Regions from separate parts of the Mus musculus genome. Here region 1 is linked to region 2. A link is a contact called in public HiCAR-type data. All regions are on one chromosome and are shown on one strand. The core of a region is the stretch at or near the end of the contact, and the rest is flanking DNA. Distances in the headings are between cores, read along the strand shown.

Region 1 (3,891 bases), core at 1,178-3,677, 99 kb before region 2:
TTTAGAGACTTGAAGATGTGTTGGCCTAGAGAGGTTCGGTAGCTTGTCTGAGATCTCAAAGATAAATGATAAAAAACTAAGGACCAAAGACAGCGGTCTCATTCTCTCTGTCTCTCAATGCCTCTGTGTGTGTCGGTCTCTTGCTCTGTGTGTGTGTGTGTGTCTCTCTCTCTCTCTCTCTCTCTCTCTCTCTCTCTCTCTGTGTGTGTGTGTGTGTGTGTGTGTGTGTGTGTGTGCGCTACATCAAGTGAAAGCAATTCTGCTTTAAATGATAATATGGGGCACTTCTGGCAACACTTGGCAACTCTACCCTTTACCACCTTGATTAATCTCTGCCTTCCTTTAGGCTTCAGCTTGGTGTCTACACAAATGAGACAGCATCCTCAACCCTCCCTCGGGAATTCTAGACTAGTCCCTCTCCCTTTTGTTTTGAAGCTATCATTTCACAGACCTTGAGGGTCTCCAGAATCTAGTGGAAGATAAACATGACCTGCAAACATCCAAGCTCACAAATAAGGAGAAAAGCTGTTCTCAGCCCTGAAGAGGCCTGAGATGGGCCAGGACAGCATCGCTGAGGCCACATGCCAGGCCATGTTATTGGCCACCACTCTCCGCCATCAAAATAGTCCAAATAACTTGAGCTTTACCTTGTGCTAACTCCCATGTCCCCTTGCCCCTGGGACCAATCAGCAATCTTCTAATGCTTCTTCCACCGTGCACAGTACAGCATTACTGTGTGTACTTAATGAGATTACCCCCGTGCAAAGGGTAGTGTGTCATTCACAGTCAGTCTCCAGGTGGCCGGCCCCTGTTTGGCTCAAAGAGTTACTGGATGCCCCCTGAAGGAATGGGATACCCCCCTCACCCAAAGCCTCCAAACAAGGGACAGCAGTGTGTCACAGTACCTCACAGAGGACTCAGCCCAGTCAAGAAGGCAAACTTTCCTCCCAGGCCTTTGGGATAAATTGGCTGCCTGTTCACAGAGGAGGCCAAGAGAGCAGGGACTTCAGTTCTTAAGATCTTGCAAATCTATCTGCTCTATCCTGTCTGCCAGAATCCATAGAGCATGGTCTCTGACTTTGGTTCCCAAGAACACGAACTCCATGCCACCTCTAGACACATGAGAAGTCAGTTGGTTTGGCTGCTGGTTGCATTTACACGTGGATGGGTGTCTGGGCTACTCCTGTCCCTGATGGGAGGGGTCCTTAAGGACAGATGCCCTGGCATGAAGGCAGCCAGTGAGTGAACTCAGCCTCCTGAAGCTTCCGCGGGAAGTGAGGGACTCCCCTGCCTGGCTGGGCTATGTGGAGCCACAGTTTGTAGGTTCTCAGAACCTGGCCTTCCCTACCCCCAGCCCTAGATCTCGACCCCCAGGGCGGAAATGAAGACAGCAACCCTTGCTGTGGAATTGGGGGCAGCAGCAGGGGAGGAGAGAAGAGGTTATTAGCAAATCAAAAGGGAAGAAAGCAGGGAGGAAACAGTGTGGCAAATTAAAGGGCTATGTTTCCCTTCTGAAAATCCAACTGTAAAGAAACGAGCTTTTAAGTAAAAACAACCTTGCCCTTGTTGTAAAGTATTTCCGGGACTTTTTGCCCAAGCAAAACCTTTTACATCACTTTTCCCCCCTCATTACAAATTAAATTAAATAATAGGTACATCTTAGCAATTTCCCTCACTCTCACTTTTCACACCCACACAGACATGTGGGGTTGTAGCAAAGCTTTGTTTCAAACCCTTTCCAACACGCTGGTTCAGACTCTCATAAATATCCCAGGACCTTCTTCTGATATGCAAACATGCCTTCACCTTGGGACCATTCTGTCTTCTGCATGGACAAGCACCCACGAAACGCGCCGTGTACCCACTACACATGCATATGAACATGCACGCTGGCCTTCCGATTCCAAGCTACGTTTATCCCGTTTCCTCCCCGGCCTCTCCCGGACAGGTTCACACTCAAGACGGTGAAGCCCAAGTGAGGTCCTTACCACCAAAGCCGGTGGGAAACTTCATGAAGTGGGAATAATTTCCATACATGTTGGCTGCTCAGTTCATTCCTCTGCTGCGCTTCTGAAGAGTACAGCCTCTCTCTCTCTCTCTCTCTCTCTCTCTCTCTCTCTCTCTCTCTCTCTCGGCTCCCAGGCACAGCCGGGCTTCCGTCAACTTGGGCTAACAAGAGTGGCCATCGCTTGCTAGCAGCCGGGAGAGCGCAGGCTGGGCCAGCCCTCTGGGATTAGTCAGGAATCTGCCTCTAGATCCGAGAGTCCACATAGTGTTGAGAGGCTGTGGCGGCCGCAGCAGCTGGTGCCTGTCAGTAATCACGCATAATGCTGCCGCCGCTGCTACCTCTCCTTGCCTCTTGCCGCCGCCGTCGCTGCTGCTGTTGCTACTGCTGCCGCCGCCGCCGCCGCCGCCACCACTGCGCCTGAGATCCTGTTGCTAGTTTGATTAACTCTGGGTTGGGCTGCTGTGAGCGACTCTTCCAGCTCCCCGCTAGTCCCCAGAGGTTCCTACCGGGTGGCACAATCTATTAGCTGGGAACCAATCGATGTGTGACTGCCCTAGTGGGTCAGGAGAAAAGGAGGGGGAGATGGCAGGCGATAAAGACTCTTTAGGTGCCTTTTCCTTGACTCGCACCCACAAAAAAAAATCAATGGGGTTTTATTAAAATGCATTTTCTCACTCTGGCTCCTCTCTGTCCAGTGCACTTGTTATTTGATCTGTGAAAGGGGGCGGGGGTTGGGGGCCAAGAGAGAACAGAGCCCTTTCATAAGGCACGAAATTAGAAAAGCATGAGACTAGATGCCCAAAGACGGAAAAACTAAAATAGAGCAGCCTTTAGATTTGGATTGGGCCCCTCCTGCTTGGGTGGCCAGCAACAGTGGTCTGGACTCTAACAATTGAAGCTCACACAGCAGGTTCACAGGGAGCCTTACCTACAGGTAGGAAGGGGATGTTGCCTCCACAGAGTGGTACCCACTCTGATGTTTCACTGGGGGAATAACTTCACCTTGAGCAGCATCATTGTGCCATCTGCTCAAAGATGGTCCCAGCATCCTCACTGACACCGAGATTCCCTTGGTTAGAGCCAACCAACTCACAGTGGAAAGTGTAAGACCCTTTGATTTTTTGGGTCTGTTGTTCAGATTCTCTGAGAAAGCACCGCTCAGGCTATACCTGAACACCTTAATGTTGGGAACTCACTCCCATCCCACCCCATCCCATCCCATCTCTAGAGAGCAATTCAACAACCGATTTCCTCTCGATGACGCGTCTTTGTGCAGGATCTCAGCCACAGAACAGCCGCCTATGGAGTTTGTCACTGGATCATCTGAACGATCTATCATGTCAACTAGTCATGCCTTCCCTAGATGCTCCTGGTTTTTCCAGACCATCCATGTATCATTAAGATTTCAAGACATAGAGAGGGGGCTGGGGAAATGGCTCAGCGACTAAGAATGTTTGATGGGCATGTTTCTCGATCTGAGTTCAGAACCCCACACCCACCCCATGGAACACAGTCAAATGTGGCCACGTGTACCTACAACCCCAGCAGTGGGGAGGGGAGGGGAGTCAGGAGGATTGATGGATGGACTGGCTAGCCATCAGCCTAGCTGAAGAAGAAATGGTGAGCTCTGGGTTCACAGGGAGACTGGGACAGAGCGGGAAGACACCTGGCATCCTTTTGCTGCCTTCTGCATTTGTGTGTATGGGTATGCACCCTTGTGTACATACATACGCCAAACACACACGCACATGTGCGCACACACACACACACACCTTGTTTCTAATAATGCCATTTCTATAAACACCCTCAAGGTAGAGAAAGGGGTTAGCTACACTCGTATGACTTCTCCAGTATGGGCCAAACTGTTCTTCAAGTTGTGGTAA
Region 2 (3,711 bases), core at 120-2,619:
GAACCCCCGGGCAAGCTTCTTGAGACTCATGCTCTTAATTAAGAGCCATGTGGCACAATGGAAAGTCCCTTACACTTGTGACAAGAAGGTCAGCAGTCAGTCTTCTTTCTGACCTCTGGAAGGCTACTGACACCATGGCCCTTTAGGAAGGCTTCCCATGCATCGGTGTTTGCTTTAGGATTCCCCTATGAGGATTAAATGAGCAGCCAGTGTGGTAGATTCCTGTGGCTGAGCCAGTTATTTCTTCCCCTCTTCTCCATTCCCAGCTGCAATTCCTTTAGCAAAAGGCACGGGGTGCATTTTCCCACACCTCGATGCTGGCTGTAGCTGTGGGGCTTGGTTTTGCTAGGATGGGAGTCTTGCGTGTCTCTAGTTGATCTCTCCTGACTCGTCTTCACCTTGAGGTCATGTCTGTCTTCACTTTGTGGAAGATAAAAGGACATGTGGATGAGCTGTGTCACCTGGGCCAGCTCAGTCAATGCTACCCTAGAGTAACTGATGGCCATTCCACCCCCAGATATGTAATCAGCCCTCACTAAGATCAGCAAAGCTACCTAAGCAGACCTCTGAGCATAGGAGCAATAAGTATGCACTGCTGTGTGCCACTGAGGTTCTGTGGTTGCTGTGTAGCATGATTTTTACAGCAGATAACTAGTAGACTGTGAGGCTGCACTCTCACAAACGGAACAGTACTGTACTATTAACACGTGGGAAGGGACATACAGCTACATAATTCTGACTATGTATTATCCCTTAGCCTGTGATACATTATACTCTGTGAAATGTTTCAGAGGGTTAGCGAATCAAAGTTTAATTTGGACAGGACCTTGGATACAATCTATCATTCTTGCTGGGCATGGAGTCTTTTCTGCTCCCATTATCTTTTGTCTGTACTATCAGCTTGTTCATTCAGACACTTCTTCACCCAAACAGTCATGAGCTGTCGGCCATAAATCCTGTCCCCTTCCCCGTGTAGACAGCACAGGAGGCTGGGTCCTGTTCCGGCCTCCATCCACCACGTCTCCGTGTTAGCATCTGTTAGCAATGCTCTGTGTTGTGATTTGCAATTTTTTTCCCCAGATGCATTCAGCATGCAGCCACTTTGACAAGCTAAAAGCTGTTAATGCAGGATCATTTATTACGTTTTCCTGCACACTGCATTAATCTTAAGGACCCGGCTTAATGCACGCAATGACATCGTCTCTGAATACAGAAGGGCTGGTCTACAAAGGCTTATGAAGTAAGCATCTTCCTAAATTTCCCAAGGACTGGAAAGCCAGAGGAATAAATTGGAAGAGAAACTAGGCAAGCTGTTTTCTATTTTCTAAAGGAAGGAAGGAATTATTTAGCCAGACGAGGGGCTCTTTTGGGCACCTCACACATTGTTATTGCTGAACAAATGGTTATTATTATTCTTAGCAACGAAGTGACTCACGGTGGACCTTTTCTTCCCTAAAAGGAATGGAAGTGTTTTCCAGGTCCCGTTGCTGCATCCTGAACGGTGTGTTCACCTTAACAGTTGAAGGATCTTCCCCCTCCTCTAACCTAGAAGGAAGCAGGAGGCAGAATGCCTGTCTAGAAAAGTGACAAATCAGACATGACACACATACAGGCCCATTACCTCTGTCATATTCCTCCTCTTAACTTTTCTCAGCAATGAAGGTTTCCATGAGCCTCCCACTCCTTTTTGCATCCCGCTCATAAGGGAGTTGTAATTAAATCTCCTTGATCTCCCAATGTCTCTGCCACGTAAAATGATGTTTTCTAAGAAAAGTTTCCTTCTGTATTTCCTGACTCCGACCGGGTGGCCATCAGAATCCGTCCCTCCTTCTGGTCTAAACTGTAATTCAGGACAAGCCCCACCTCCTCCAGTCAGTCTTCTCTGAGTACTTAGCCCACTCTCCCCTTGATGCCCTCTTCCTCTTCCTCCTTCCTGGCTCTAGCCTTTCCTCCCCTCTCATTTACTTTAAACCACTCCATCAAGGTCCCTACCATCACCCACGCTTAGGCTCTGAGCAGGTGACGAAGCCATCTTCGACTGAGCCTGCATCACAGGAGCCATGGGTACCAGGCACGGTACCAGGGGCGAGCACAGCAGACACTCCCCATCCTCCCTCACAGCAGCATCCTGTTCCCCTGAGAGTGCTGTCAGGGAGCCTAGCCTTAATGAGCATCGCCTTTGTTCCTAGCTTGTTAGCATCACAAAGAGCGTAAGGCGCACGATTTACCTGGAGGAGACCTGGAGGCTTCTTTAAAAAAAAATCTTTTTGAGAATCCTCAGCCCCCTGACTTTGGTCCAGATTTGTCCTAAGAACCGCAGGGTTGGGTCATAAGGAAATACAAAACCAAGTCTATAAGACGATATAAACAAATATAAATACAAAACCAAGCTATAAGAGAATATGTTATTTTGATGTAGACTTAAATACAGCATATGTGTATAAAATGTAAGTCTCAAAGATATTAGAAAGACAATGGTAGGTGGAGGAAGGACTTGGGTTGAGCAAGGGGTGGAGAGGGGAGAGCTGGCACGCCTGTGAGGGTGGCTCTAGCCCCAGAAGGTGAGAAGGTGGCCAGGCTGGAGTCTCCAAAGGATGCAGAGCTCAGGGAGTGAGAATGGCGGTAGCTGTGCTTTCACAGACCCTCCTAAACAAAGAGCTGAACAGGCAGCCATTGTCTATCTAGACTCACGGAATGGCAGGTAGGCTTGCCTGGCTGGGACAACACCCTGTGACAAATGCCAAGACAAATAATCTTCATTTTTCTTCTCAATAAAAAGAACCTGCCTAGGTTACTGGTTTTTAAGAGGCCCCATTAAATCCATGTCCTGGACAGGAAATGTGTACTTACGTTGATAATGTGCAGTATAACAATAACTCAGCCACCACCAATTATTCTTTAAGAGCCCCGTGTTAACCCCTAACAGGGCCTATCCCTCTGGTCTGTGGGTTGCCCATTTCCCCATCAGATGGAGTGTGCACCCACTGCGTAATCTTTGTGCTCATCTCCCTGCTTCCCTCAAAGGTGACAGAGAAGGAGTTCCTAACTGCAAAGAAAGTACTCTGATTTCATCTCTCACCCACAGCTGCTGCCCACTCTGCTTCCATCTCTCAGAGGCTGGACTTCCTGCCGCAGGCTTCCAGCAAGCTCTAGACCTCTGTCGTCCTTATTAAATACATTTCCTGTGTGAGTGTGTGTGGGGTGTGTGTGTGTGTGTGTGTGTGTAGTGCATACATGTGTGCAGTACATACATGTATGCACATGTATGTGCATGGACATGTGAAAGCCAGAGAATGACATCCGGTATCTCCTCCCTGCCCCACTCCCTCCTGCCCCATCTCTGTCAATCCATTGTTCCCTTGAGGCAAGGTTTCCTTCTGAACAAGGAGCTTGTAGTTTTTATGCTAACCTGGTGACTAGCAAGCCCAGCAATCCTCATGTCCCCTTTACCCTCCTCCAGTGTTGGGGTTACTGCGGGACAATGAAGATCTGAACCCGGGTCCTCACTCTTGCGCTGAAAGTGCTTTTTACCCACAATGCTATCCTTGCCGCTTGCTTGTTCCAGTGGGATAAACAAGGGGGAGTGCCAAGCTAATAAGTAATTTGCCTTTGGAGGCTAAATGGCTATGGTTTATTGCAAGGTTAGCTGTTCTCCCTTCTCCCCCAGTGGCTAAGAGTTGGCTCTATCTGCCAGAAAGTTCTTTTGCACCT

Evidence for each region. HiCAR-type assays count read pairs that join an accessible place to other places.
Region 1: a HiCAR-type map of embryonic stem cells shows a contact between it and region 2, with 2.0 times the contacts expected there. The contact joins the promoter of Rxrg here to the enhancer-like site in region 2. A contact is called at or near these places in 7 of 39 promoter capture datasets (3T3-L1-derived adipocytes, the C10 cell line, the HPC-7 cell line and 4 more), 2 of 484 Hi-C or Micro-C datasets (embryonic stem cells and group 2 innate lymphoid cells), 1 of 115 datasets of contacts at active chromatin or transcription factors (embryonic stem cells) and 1 of 9 other capture datasets (adipose tissue).

What each region holds. Positions count from the first base shown.
Region 1 is chr1:167,596,898-167,600,788 of GRCm38.p6, reverse strand. Rxrg (retinoid X receptor gamma) reads right to left here and starts at 2,427. Exons shown (of 10, transcript NM_009107.3): 1 at 1,989-2,427. The coding sequence starts at 2,037.
Region 2 is chr1:167,496,624-167,500,334 of GRCm38.p6, reverse strand. No RefSeq gene overlaps it. Among named protein-coding and RNA genes, the nearest start is that of Lrrc52, 32 kb to the right of the region's middle. Within about 2 kb of position 1,369, at least 26 of the 459 cell types and tissues checked have an H3K27ac peak or open chromatin away from gene starts, as enhancers often do. A contact at or near this core is called in embryonic stem cells and group 2 innate lymphoid cells, where this site is marked.